Linked DNA regions of Mus musculus: all the other regions are linked to region 1. A link is a contact called in public Hi-C and HiChIP or PLAC-seq data. All regions are on one chromosome and are shown on one strand. The core of a region is the stretch at or near the end of the contact, and the rest is flanking DNA. Distances in the headings are between cores, read along the strand shown. Region 1 overlaps Cd276 (CD276 antigen). Region 2 overlaps Neo1 (neogenin). Region 3 has its middle 17 kb from the start of Hcn4.

Region 1 (4,304 bases), core at 802-3,301:
ACTCAGCTGCCACCTGCAGGCTGGCAGCAGCATTGCGAAAGTTCCGGATGCCCACAAAGCAGGGGAAGCTGCCCTCATCAGCTACATCCATGCACGGAACCCTCAAGAACACACTGCCCTGTGCCAGCGGGGAAGAATGCTGTGCTGCTGGGATAGGCCTGCCCTGGACCCAGCCCCCAGGGAAGCTGCACACCAACTATTTGGTGTCTGAGTTGCCAGATGAGATTAAAATGGGCCAGGCTGAAGCCAGGCTCGAGGGTGGGGGTGGGGTGGGGTTAGAGGGGGAGAGCAGCATAGGGTGGTGTCACTGCCCATCAGGGATACCCCAGGGTCTTCAGACCTGGACCTCCATGCCTCCTGAGTCAGAATCACAGAGACCAAGCATTAAGGAGGAATAGGACCTCTGCAGCCGTTCCACAGCCTCTTCCTCCATCAAAACCCAGGACTTCTTCCCTCTCATTCTCTCGAGACAGATTGAGTCTCATATCTGATTTTTCATAGCAGGCTGCTCTTGACTGACAAGAGCCATCTCTGGGATCCAGACTTGGGGTGATAGGATCATCGAGAGTCCCGCAAGAGCAAACCCCTTCCCCGCAGAACTCCTTTCCCTCTCCTGTGCGTGACCTGCTGACCCAGATGCAGCTCCATCCTTCCAGGAGGTCTCTACGGCCTTGGAGTCTGGGGAGTCAAGAAGGCCTTCGATCAGTGGCTCCTCGCTACCTGGAGAGCCCTCCCCCACCATCCTATCACAATCAAGCATCTCACTTGTTGGGAGACTGGAGATAAGGAACTAACTTCCTTTAACTTCAAGTGTGACTGATAAACGCTATAACCCTTTAAATTACTCCCCTTTAAGTTACTCCCCTTTAAGGTGCCACTTAAAACCAAAAACTAAAAGCCCGTGGGGCTTCTGTGGATTGTGATGATCCTACTGTAACACCAAGTTGAGTCCCAGGCATCTGAAGGTGCCATTAGCATTCTGGACCACCCTAAGCATGCTGTGCACATCAAACAAGCCTTGCTCCTTGGCCACCTAAGATTCCGTCACAAGGCCAGGCTGCTGAGCCCTGCCGCAGCCTCTGGGCAGCCCCGGGAGCTGGTACATATGATGTCACCTTGTCCCCAGGTTGTTGGGCTCCCGAGTCATGCTGGGCTTTGAGTAGAAGGCTGGAGGGTGGCAGAGGACAGGGATCATCACCAACAGCATCAGTGCAGGAGATAGTGGAAGGCGCACAGGCTGTTAGCGCAGGCTCATCTGTGGTACAGCAGCGTGTGAGAGGCCACATGCAGAAGGATAAAGAGTGGAAGCAGAGGGTACCCCTCTCCACGCTCACCGGCCACCTGCAGGCTAACAGCAGCGCTGTCAAAGTCCTGGATGCTCACAAAGCAGGTGTAGCTGCCCTCGTCGGTTACTCGGACGCGCTGCAGCCTCAAGGACGCATTGCCTTGCACCAACAGGTCAGGGAAGAGCGCTGTGCGGTTGGAGTAGGCACTGCCTTGGTCCCGGCCCTCCGTGAAGCTGTGCACCAGCTGTTTGGTGTCTGTCAGCTGCCAGATGAGGTTGAGCTGTGCCAGACTGAAGCCAGGCTCTGGGGAAAAGGAGCAGCGTAGGGTGGCATCCGTGTCCACCAGGGCCACCACGGGGTCTTCAGAGACCTGGACTTCCACAGCTCCTGGGGGTGAGTTGGAAGGGGTAGGGCAGTTAGGAAAGATGAGGTTTCCTCAGGGTCTCTCTCCTTTTCCAGCTACCTCTAGGCTCTGCACACGCTTCCTTTCAGGTCAGAGGCTCAGAGTAAGTTCCTATCTATGTTCCTCACTGCAGGCAGCTATTTGCCAACATGAATTAGAAATGCAACAAGGACCAAGACCCAGGTCATACCCTGGAGCTCGTTTATGTCGGAATGGAAGGCAGGCAGTTTGTGATGGACACAGATGTTCATCAGCTTGTGATTAGACAATGTGGGGGAGGGGGAGGGCTTGGTGTTAGAGCATCACCCAGCTTTGGATCCGCTCTATTCTAAAAAAAAAAAAAAAAAAAAAAAAAAGGGAAGCTGTGGGTGGAGAAGAAAGAGGAAGTACTTATAAAAGTCAAAGAAAAAGAAAGAACCAAAGAAGAGGCAGCTTTCAAGCCTGGCAGCTTCTTTCCACCTGCCAGGTCCCTTGCATTTTCCTACAAATACTATCTGTATAGGAAGGGTGCCTGCAGAACTAAACACCCACTGTTCTCAGTGAACTCCCTTGGGTGAGAGAACTTCATGAGTGCCTTTCCTTCTCTTCTCTTCATGAATAAACATACTTAACTTCTATGCAAGAAAGAATACCCATGTCTTTAAATAAGGTGTGAGGCAGGAGCTCTATGAAACACATGTAAGTGTGTCCCAGGAAGAGGGACCAGCAGGTACAAAGGCCCTGAGGTGCAGATCAGAAAGAGCACATGGAAAAGCCCACTGGAGGCCAGCCAGACGGGGCTCTGAGAGATGCTGGAAGAAACCTGGGGTCTCCCACCTTCGAGAGGATGTCATTACGGAGGGCACTAATTATTAGATGTGATCTGGGTAGCAAAGCCTGAAGCTCACCCCGGCTCGTCTATAAAGGGAGACTCTATCGTGGAAGAGTGAGGGGGTGGGTAGTCGGGAGACCAGCTCAGAGGTCCTCAAAAGAAGTGATGGCGACACAGCTGTAGAAAGGACACATGAGGCTATGAGCACAAGTCAGCGAAAGGCTAAGCACTCAGGAGGCAGAGGCAGGAAGATCTCCATAAATTTGAAGCCAGCCTGGTCAACATAGCAAGTTCTAGGCCCTGCAGTGAAGAGCAGCCACAGGGATTGAGCAAACCAGCCAGATCTAAGATGCAGCCCAGAGAATTATCAATATTTGCTGGTTGATGAAGGGTGAGAAGGAAGGAATGTGTGGTGATTTAAATGAGAATGTGCCCCCCCCCCCTTCGCGTGCATATGTTTGAATGCTGTTGGAACTGTTTGGGAAGGATTAGGAGGTGTGGCCTTGTTAGAGGAGATCTGTAACTAGCATGGGCTTTGAGGTTTCAAAAGCCTGTGCTCTCCTCTCTGCTTTGTGCTTGTGGATCGGATGGAATCTCTCAGCTACTGCTCCAGTGCTATGCGGGCCTGCCTGCTGTCATATTCTCCACCATAATGGAGAGGGTCATGGACTCACCCTCTGACATTGTTAAGCAAGCCCCCAAAGGAAATGCTTTCTTTTATAAGTTATAAGAAAATGGTGCCGGGCAGTGGTGGCGCACGCCTTTAATCCCAGCACTTGGGAGACAGAGGCAGGTGGATTTCTGAGTTCGAGGCCAGCCTGGTCTACAGAGTGAGTTTCAGGACAGCCAGGGTTATACAGAGAAACCCTGACTCAAAAAAACAAAAAACAAAAAAAAAAGAAAGAAAGAAAGAAAGAAAGAAAGAAAGAAAGAAAGAAAGAAAGAAAGAAAGAAAGAAAGAAAGAAAGAGAGGGGGGAGGGAGGGAGGGAGGGAGGGAGGGAGGGAGGGAGGGAGGGAGGGAGGGAGAAAGGAAGGGAGAGAGAGAGAGAGAAAGAAACAGGCTCCGCTATTGGCCCCCGTGCCTTCTATCCTATAAACTTTCCAGCACAAACAAGCTTCAAATGAAGCCAGCTGAATACAGCACCCATATAAGGCTTAGAAAATTTGTATTTGTTTTGTGATTAGTCTTTTACTATGAATTCTACACACACTCTTTCTTAGTATGTGATGTCTAGAGGTTGAAGCTGGCCCTTGATATCTTTCAGTGATTCCATGAAAACTCAGGCCAGTTTTCATCTTTGCCAACTAGATCTACGTGTCCCCTTGTAGGGGACATCTAGGACATGGAGCTTAGTCACCCAAAATTCTTTCTAAAGAAGTTAGAACCAGGCCAAGTGTGGTGACACACACCTTTTATCCCAACACTTGGGAGGCAGAGACAGGTAGATCTCTGTGTGAGTTTGAGGCCTGCCTGTCTAGATAATGAGTTCAAGGACAGCCAGGTACACATAGTGAGACCCTGTCTCAACCAAGCAAACACACTCACACAAAAAGAAGTCTGAACACCCACGGATAGAGATGGTGTTGTCTCTGATGACCACTAGATGGCGCCAGACACTTGGCTTTGTTTTCTCCATAAGGTGGATGACTACCTAAACAGGGCATTTACTTAGCCAAGCACTAGGTGGGAATTTATTCAGCATGGGGACAGAGCACTGTGAACATAGCAATCATCCATTCAGTCCCTGAGGTTAGACCTTGCCTTATGAGCGAGGTGACAACAGGCAATAAGCAAAGGAACCA
Region 2 (4,304 bases), core at 481-2,980, 350 kb after region 1:
GGATGAGAGCATGAGCCATGAGGGGAGGCTGGGCAACGGCCGGGAAGGCAGGCAAGAACCAGGCCAGGAAGGGCTTTCACAGCAGCCGAGAGTGGGAACTTCCTACTCTCAGAGATGGGAAATCATTTAATGGTTTTAAGCAAGGGAGAAACAAGGTTGATCTGAGTTAAAACTTTATCCCTACCCTCTTGTAAAAATGGATTTGTGAGGCAGAGGACTGGAGGGAGTTCATCAAAGCTGGCCCATGACAGTGGAATGGAGGAGGCAAATTTGAAATGCATATTCAGGAGACAGAAATATAGGGCTTAGGGAGGGAATGAGCATAGACTGTGTGGGAGCAAAGAAAAAAAAAAAAGAAAGAAATGGTGAGGCCAAGGCTTCTGGCCCAGGCCACTTATTCACAGTGAGAAGAGTGGACTACAAAGTTTTACTGAAAATATTATGGATTGATTTGGACATGTGTGTATTAGTTACTTTTCTCTTTGCTATCTGACTGAAGCAATTTAAGAAAGGGTTTACTTTGGCTTACAGTTTGAGGGAATGCATTCCACCATGGCCAGAAGGCATGGAAGTAGGAGGTTGCTGGTCGCACTGAACCTGTAGTCAGGAAGTAGAATCACACAGGAAGAGGGACTGGGCCATACACCTAAAGGCTAACCCCACCCCAGGGAACTTCCTCCAACAGACCACTAACTGTGGACCAAGGGTTCACATGCAGGAGCCTACACAAGCGGGCATGCTTCATATCTAAGCTGTATGTCGAGTAAAGAGAAATGCGACAGGACGGGAAGGGCACGCATGCCTGATACGCAGAACAAAGAGGCCTGGCTGGAAATAGAAACAGAGTTTCTGGGAAGCACAGAGTAAATGAAACCACAGAGCTACATGAAACCACACGGAAGAGAATGGAGACTCGAGCCCTGAGGAATGTGTGATTCAATGAAAGCAACTGTGGTAAAATAGTTGGGACAGAAAGTACATTAGAAAAGACTAGAGCTTGAACATGCAATGAAGGAAAAAAAGACTTCAAGCTAGTGTAAACAAGTACAGTGGACCCTCATATCTGCGTTTCATAGTTTCAGCTTCAATCAACTTTAGACTGAAAATATACTGTTTTTAAATTTTACTGAATATGTCAACTTCTCCTTGTCATTATTCCTGAAGCAATACAGTATAAAAATCATTTGTATAGCAATTACTTGGTAGCCACATATGATTAATATGGGGATATTTTCAAAACTAAAATGGCTGTGCTGCCATTTGGTGATATGATCTTTCAGGGCCTCTGTTACACACGTGTTATCCCTGTATGTTGATTATTCCTAATCTGAAAACGTGAGAACCATTGGCCACAGTGGCACACTCCTATGATACCAGTTTTATTTACTTTGAATTTTAACTCCATCTAAAGCACTGTGGAACTCTTTGTCCTTTGTGTGTGTATATATTCACTTTGTTTTTTTTAGAAACTTTTAAAGATCCCAAGCATACTAATAATAGCTGTATGAGCAAGTACTAACAGATAAATAAATGAAGCACCAAACACAGAAACTTGGAGAAATGTTCTAAAAGAGCTGACTTTCAGGCTCTTAAGGAAACAGTTTTCCATAATCAAAACCAGAAGAGAGCCCCTCTTCTCTTAGAAAAGAGATGCAACCTAAACTATAGAAAGCTACTTGAGAACAGAGAGTTAAAACATCACATGACTTATCTGTCATAAAGTTATTCAAATAGCAGTTACAGGGTAGCTTATCACTTGCCCTTTGAAAACAAATACATTAGCTGGACATGGTGGCACATGTCTTTCTTTAATCCCAGCACCAGAGGCAGAGACAAGTGGATCTCTATGAGTTTGAAGCCAGCCTGGAATAGCAGGTTCCAGGCCAGTCAAGACTACATAGTGAGAGCCTCACTCATACACACACATATGCACGCACACACGTGCACACACATATAAAATACTTATATTAGGTTAATAGCTTTCTCCCACCTTCACTGGCACGCAGGCTGTTGTGAAATAGCCTGTGGTAAGGGTTCAGAAGCCGTTTCGCTCTCTGTGTACATATACAGATGTACTTTCTGCCTTTTGTGGTAAACTGCATAAGCAGAATTTTTTTCTTCATTCCACTAACTGTTCTATTTTTATCAGCTCAATGTTTTACTTCTCATTTTTTTCATGCATGCATGCGTGTGGGGGCTTATCCAGACATGTATGCAAGTGTGTATGGGGGTTCAGTGATTGACATCTGCTGTCTGCCTCTATTACTCTACACTGTGTCTTTTGAAACAGGTTCTATCACTAAGCCCTGAACTTTCTGACTGGTAAGGCAAGCTTGAGGGATCTGTCACTTCTATGGCACACTGCTGAGTTTGTTTTTTTTTTTTAAAGTAGGTACTGGGAATTCAGGTCCTCATGTTTGCATTATAAGCACTTTATTCATTGAACCATGTCTCTAGCCTTTACTTCTTAGTTCCTAAAACATTTTTTTTGTTGTTGTTATTGTTAAAAAACTAAAGATACATGGCTAGAGAGATGGCACAGAGGGAAGATGGCTTTTTCAGAGGACCTGAATTTACTTCCCAGTACCCCTGTGGCTTGGCTCACAAACACATATTAACTCTAGTTTCAGAGGGAATCGATGCCTCTGGCCTCTGTGGGCAGCTACAATCATGTGCATATACCTGCCTACATCATCATCATCACCACCATCACCATCACCACCACCACCACCACCACCACCACCACCACCACCACCACCACCACCACCATCAAAAACTAGGACACAAACATAAAGCTAGCCCAGATTGCCCTAGAGTCAGATCTCCAATGTCACTGTTTTTCTTTTTCATTTTTTTTCTATTCTTGTTTTATTAGAAAGTCTTTGCGGCAATAATACACATGTTACTGTGTGGTCTCCTATGACTGACAGTGCCTTCTTCTAGAATCTCTTCTGAGGATTTGTCCCACTTCCTAACCAGGTCTCCCTACTCAGAAATGTCTATGAAGATTCCTGCTTGTAGATGCAAACTTTTTGGCCTGAGACAGGGGAAGATGTTTTCAAACTTTTTATTTTTTAAAGATTGATTTTTATTTTTAATTCTGTGTACACTTCTGCAGAGATCAGAAGAAGGTATCAGATTCCCCTGAAGCTGTAGTTACAGGTAGCTATAAGCCATCCAAAGTAGGTTCTGGGAACAGAACTGTGTCCACTACAAAAGCTGTACATGTTCTTAACTGCTGAGCCACCTTCCTAGCCCCCTCAGTTTCAAACATTTTAAGGTTGAGGCCCAGAAAAGCCAGTGTTAAATTTCTTAGGGATTCATTTTCCTCCTTCTCCCATGGTTTCTTTTTCTCTTGCATCTTCAACTTGTGTTCAGTAGATGGCAGGAATATTTCAGCTCCATTAGAATCTTATGGGACTTGTCATAATATACAAGATCCCCAAGACAGTCCCCACGGTAGGAAGGGGGTATGACTGCATTTAAAGTGGCTTTTCCTGTACTTCATGTTTTTTTCAACTCTTTGCATCACTCTAAAAACAGAAGCAACATATAAGAAGAAACAAACAAAACCAGGGTTGCATGTTAGAGATCCTTACTTCTTCTGGTGAGAGGTGGTGCGCCGGGTACAAAAGACAGCAATGACCACAACCACCACGATAGTGATGACGCCAACAGAGACAATGATGACCAGCAGCATGTTGCTGTCCAGAGGGGAGGTGGGGCTCCCGTGAGGGCTGTTGCTGCCTGTGCAGGTAAAATGGTACAAATGTTAGTTAGTTAGTTAGGTGATTTAAAAAAAAAAATTCAATCAGCTCCATCAAACCTTTTCAAGGTATTTCAGGTGAATTTTCTTCATACCAGTTATCACAGTACTGCATAGAGTGCTACTCAAGGAAACTATTTCTAGATTATAAATTCCTGAGGCTATGACAGTCTGCCCTACATGCAGGGATTGGCATAGAAGTTTACTCAAAGAATAACATACAAAGAAACCTTCAAGTGTACTGATATTCTAGAACTGTCTAAGCACAAAGGCTCAGGTAGTGTTCTGTTTTTCTGGTGTCTTATAAGATGTACAAATTCATTTTTAAAAGTCCCACGTTGTACTGAGGAGACAGCTTGATAGGTAAGATGTTTTTGTCTTGCAAGCATAAGGACCCAGGTCCCATCCCCAGAACCCATTAAAGAAAAGCTTTGCATGGTTATATAAGTTTATAATCCCAGTGCTGGAGAAGCAAGGCAGGTGCAGCCCTGGTAGACAGAGCATTAGAGCTCAGAGGTCAGACAGCAAAGCCTACTTT
Region 3 (4,304 bases), core at 1,307-3,806, 270 kb after region 1:
GTATTTTTATCTGTACGTTCCTGGTCTAAAAAGAGCCTATCTCCAGCCTCTCATCCAGCCATGTAAGGGCTCTATGCTCACGAAACTAGCTAATTAATCAATATGCTCACTCATTTGCTCATCCCAAATATTTATGGAATGCCTACCGTGAGTCAGAGACAAATCATATTTCCTTCACTGTCTTTGTGGGAGGCTCAAGGAAAGCTGGTAGGTACCAGGAATGAGCTGCATGCAGCCTGAGTGACCCCTCCCTCCTCACCTTCTCCACGTCGTCACCCCCACTTCTGTTAGCAAAGGGACTGCTCTCCCAAGGGCTCATCCTAAGGCATACTTACTGACACTGGAAGGAGAGGCTACCAATCTAGAGCTGTTACCATAGTTAAGGTCAGAGTCTGGCCTCGGGCAGCCCCCACAAGCATGGCTGCCTGTCCTCAACAGGTCAGTTAAACAAGCAAGAGCAAAAGGCAAATCTGATTGATGGGTATGACCACAGTGGAAAGAGGACAAAGAAGACTAGTGATGCCCGGGTCTTTCTTCTAGGCCTTGATGTGATGTTTAGGTTTAAATAAAGAGCATGAGAGATCTGCAGCTAAACAATCGTAGTTAAGGCGTGGTTCCTCCCTTCCTCCCCCCCTCCTTCTTCCTCCTCCTCTTCTTCCTCTTCCTCTTTTGTAGCTCCAATAGCTCCTGCAAAGTGGTTTGACAAATTGTCAAACTGTGTGAAATCTCCTTCTGGGAGACACCCCCCCCCTCGACACCAAGGTTCAGCCTGTTCCTTCTCCCAGAATGTGATTTCTGGGGAAATTCCAATTTCTTGGGGTCTGTTGATTCAATAGTCTGAGAGTCAAAGGGAGGGCACAGCGTCTCTTAACAACGTCTTCACTTCTGCCAGGAAAGGTTCAGCGAGGTGACTCTGCCATCAACCCTGAGGTTGGGTGCTATCTGGGGCTCTGTAGACTCTGAGCTGCTGAATCCTGAGCACTGGTCTAATGAGCCTTTCCCCTAGTGTCTGGATGACTGGTGGTGTCTACACTGGTACAACCACAGTAAACAGGACATTCATTAACACATAGCCATGCCAACAGCCAGGACCTCCTTCCAATAACCCCGGAAGCACTCCAGCCTTGCAAAACTCTCACTTCTTTTATTCTAAGGTACAGATGAGGGTCAGGATATTGGTGTGCAGGATCCAGAGAAGTGGGGGGGGGGCATTTCACTAGTATCCTCCAGACCAGCTCATACCAGTTCAGGGGTGGTCTGCAGAGCCCTACAGAGGGGAATAAGGGACAGCTTACTCCTGGCTATGTCCGGGGGTGACCTCTGAGCCAAGCTGGGCTAGATGCAGTGCTAAATTTGGTCAGCCCGCTTCACCTTCTGCTTACACAGCTAGGAGCTCTACCTGCTGAGGACCCCAACCTTGACGCTGACTTCAAAGAGTCCTCCTCCAGTTCCAGCTGGGATTCCCTTACTGCATGATAGTCTTCATAAAAAGAAGAGTAAAACAAACAAACAGACTTTGTTACCGAGCTTCCTAAAGCACTACGGACACCTAAGTTAAAAAAAAACTAGAAAATATAGTTGTTCAAAATTAAAAAAAAAACAAAACCTGCCATTGCTAATGGGTACACATCTTAGTCTTACACAGAAAAATGCTGCATATTATTTGCAGATATCAGATTATTATGTTCCTATCAGTTTTGGTTTGGTTGGTTGGTTTTGTTTTTTTTGAGACCTGGTCTTACCTAAGCCCAGGGTCATCTTGAACTTGCTATATAGCTGAAGATGGCCTTGAACATCTGATCTTCCTGCCCCCTCCACCTCCCAGTGCTAAGATTTCAGGTGTGTGCTACCATTCCTGGGTTTTATGCAGTGCTGGGGATTGAACCCAGGGCTTTGTGCATAGTATTCAAGTGCTCCAATTAGGTTACACTGCTAACTCCTCATATTAGGTTTTCAATTAACATATTCCTAAATAAATCTTTCATGGTATTAGGTGTCACTTCTTAACATCTGGTCACTGCGATACCCGGCTTCCCCCTTCCTCTGGCTCCTGTCTTTACTTCTTATTCATCCTGACTTTTCTGTCTCTTTCCTGATAGCAAACGTCTTTGTCTTTTCTCTGCTCAGATACACAAATCACTTACTACCCTCCAATTTTAATTCCCGTTCATCTAAGACCCAACACTTGAGCTTGCTGGGTAACCGTCTAAAAACAACAGACTGAGTCAGAGGATGCCGGGGGTGGGGGACTGGTAGAGTGCTTGCATAGCATGATGCTATACCCAAGGAAACATCAACACCACTGCCACCCAGTCTGCTCTAGTTGTCTGGAGTCTTCAACGCATGCTGTCTAAACACCCTTGCCTTCCTTCTACTGAGACCACTTAAAGGTCTCCTCTACCTGGGGACACACGTGTTTTACATGACAGGAGTAATCCCAAGTTCACCTGCACACTAAGAGTCTTTCTTTGTGAAGATCTCAGGCTGCTTCCCTTCCCCTCTTGCAGACTGCCATCAACCCGGCCGTGGCTATCCCGCAGCCACGCCCACAGCCACGCCCACAACCTCCCAGCCGCCACTAAAGTCCATAGACTTCGCTCTGCAGCTCTCCTTCCCTGACTGGTTCCTCACTTCCCTTTCTGCTTTCGCTCATCCACAGTCACATAAATGTTGGCACTTTGTTAAGTTCTGTTGCTCTCGTTTAGCATTTAACCTCCTCTGAATTTCACCCACACCCACAGTTTCAGCTCATCATCCCCGCCCTCAACCTCAATGCAGGGCACAATCTAAAGACTTCTGGGAATCATGGTGGCTTAAATGCAGGTTTACAAAACTACCCTCCCCGAACTTGACAGAAAGGAACAAAAAGAAACAGAAATGAGAGAAAAGGCTGCCTCCAGGGCCGAAATCACAGCACGGTACTCCGCGAATACAAACGGAGATTTAAATAGAGGCAGGCCTTCCTCTCGCAGGGGAAGATACAGCGATATGAGGATCAACAGACTTGAACTGATAAACTCAGTGTGATGCTGACCAAAAATACCATTCTAGTTTTTAACAAAATCAAGTTATTTTAATGAGATAGTTAAGTTGGTAAGAAATCTGGGCAAATTCTTTAAGAAATGGGTAGTAGTGAGGGAGGGGGTGTGGGAGTGACTGAAAAAAACACCATCTTGTCCTGCTCTAATCCTAACTCTGCTCGGGTGATTTCCAACCCTCCTCCCTGAACAACAATGAATGTGCCCCGGCAGCACATTAAGAACTTTCCAAGACCCGGACCATGACCCAGAAGCATAGCTCACATCTGTTATTGATCTGATTGAGTCCTGCTTTTAAAATCCCCACATCCCTGAGCATCAGCATTTGATTGCCAGATCAATAAAGAACTTTGGCTTTGTTATTTATATGTGGTAGCCTGTAACTTTCTCAGCTGGACCAGAGCGGTAAATCATGTTGATTTAGGAGAAAGTTGGGCAAGGAACAAACATCAGATAAAGAATCCAGAAATAAATATCTACATACCTATAAACATGTCGTATGTGAGAATGGGGACATTGCAAATTAATGATGAAAGATGGGTTATACACACACATACATGAAAACAGGCTATACAATGAAACAGACTATACAGTCAAAGTCTAACTCAGACTTATCTGTCCTTAGCTTGTATCTTTCTTGTGGTGCATGTACGCTAGAAGGGCAGCCTTCCACAGAGCCCAGCTCCTAATCCTCCATGGAGGATCTCTTGTGGGTAGTCAAAGCCAGTTCTGTGTGAAACCTAAGTCAGAGATCATCATGGAAAATGCTGGTGGGGAAAATTCTGTATGGTGGACAGCGCCATACAAAAGCAGTGACCACTGGGAGGAATGGATGTTTGTAGCAACAAATGACAAAGCGACAACTAGCTCCCACGTAGAACGTGTTCCCACACAGGTCATGCTCCCATGTAGAACGTGCTCCCACATAGAACGTGCTCCATGTAGAATGTGCTCCCATACAGGACGTGCTCCCACATAGGACGTGCTCCCACACCTCAACAAGACAGAGATAAAAACGGATAAAAACTGGGAAAGAACGGAATTGCTTAGAATCCCTCATCTGCTCGGTGAGATTATGGAGGGACATGGGGAGGGGCAGTGGGCTAGGAAAGTGACATGACAAAATGCTATCAGACCCTCTCAATCTGTGTCTATAAATACAGTTCCATTAACACTCTAACCCCAAGCCCCTGCTGTTTCTCTCCTCACACATCCAGAGCCTCTGCCCTCTCTTCCTTCTCTGCCACAAGTATTTCTGGGAATTCC

Evidence for each region. Hi-C and Micro-C count contacts between places; a contact is called where the count stands out from the background. HiChIP or PLAC-seq counts read pairs in DNA pulled down with a chosen protein or histone mark.
Region 2: an H3K4me3 HiChIP or PLAC-seq map of bone marrow-derived macrophages shows a contact between it and region 1, with 5 times the contacts expected there. The contact joins two enhancer-like sites. A contact is called at or near these places in 11 of 484 Hi-C or Micro-C datasets (the AML12 cell line, the C2C12 cell line, bone marrow-derived dendritic cells and 8 more), 4 of 115 datasets of contacts at active chromatin or transcription factors (bone marrow-derived macrophages, fibro-adipogenic progenitors, forebrain and 1 more) and 5 of 9 other capture datasets (adipose tissue, embryonic stem cells, liver and 2 more).
Region 3: a Hi-C map of bone marrow-derived macrophages shows a contact between it and region 1, with 24 read pairs. The contact joins two enhancer-like sites. A contact is called at or near these places in 5 of 484 Hi-C or Micro-C datasets (bone marrow-derived macrophages, cortical neurons, erythroblasts and 2 more), 3 of 115 datasets of contacts at active chromatin or transcription factors (embryonic forebrain, kidney and stem cell-derived neural progenitor cells) and 2 of 9 other capture datasets (embryonic tail and embryonic trunk).

What each region holds. Positions count from the first base shown.
Region 1 is chr9:58,535,935-58,540,238 of GRCm38.p6, forward strand. It overlaps Cd276 (CD276 antigen), which reads right to left. Exons shown (of 8, transcript NM_133983.4): 3 at 1,335-1,673. Among named protein-coding and RNA genes, the nearest start is that of Gm51678, 12 kb to the left of the region's middle. Within about 2 kb of position 2,052, at least 40 of the 459 cell types and tissues checked have an H3K27ac peak or open chromatin away from gene starts, as enhancers often do. A contact at or near this core is called in bone marrow-derived macrophages and granulocyte-monocyte progenitors, where this site is marked.
Region 2 is chr9:58,890,276-58,894,579 of GRCm38.p6, forward strand. It overlaps Neo1 (neogenin), which reads right to left. Exons shown (of 28, transcript NM_001042752.1): 22 at 3,600-3,747. Among named protein-coding and RNA genes, the nearest start is that of Hcn4, 69 kb to the left of the region's middle. Within about 2 kb of position 1,731, at least 25 of the 459 cell types and tissues checked have an H3K27ac peak or open chromatin away from gene starts, as enhancers often do. A contact at or near this core is called in bone marrow-derived macrophages and granulocyte-monocyte progenitors, where this site is marked.
Region 3 is chr9:58,803,560-58,807,863 of GRCm38.p6, forward strand. It overlaps a transcript of Rec114 not described here. Among named protein-coding and RNA genes, the nearest start is that of Hcn4, 17 kb to the right of the region's middle. Within about 2 kb of position 2,557, at least 63 of the 459 cell types and tissues checked have an H3K27ac peak or open chromatin away from gene starts, as enhancers often do. A contact at or near this core is called in bone marrow-derived macrophages, where this site is marked.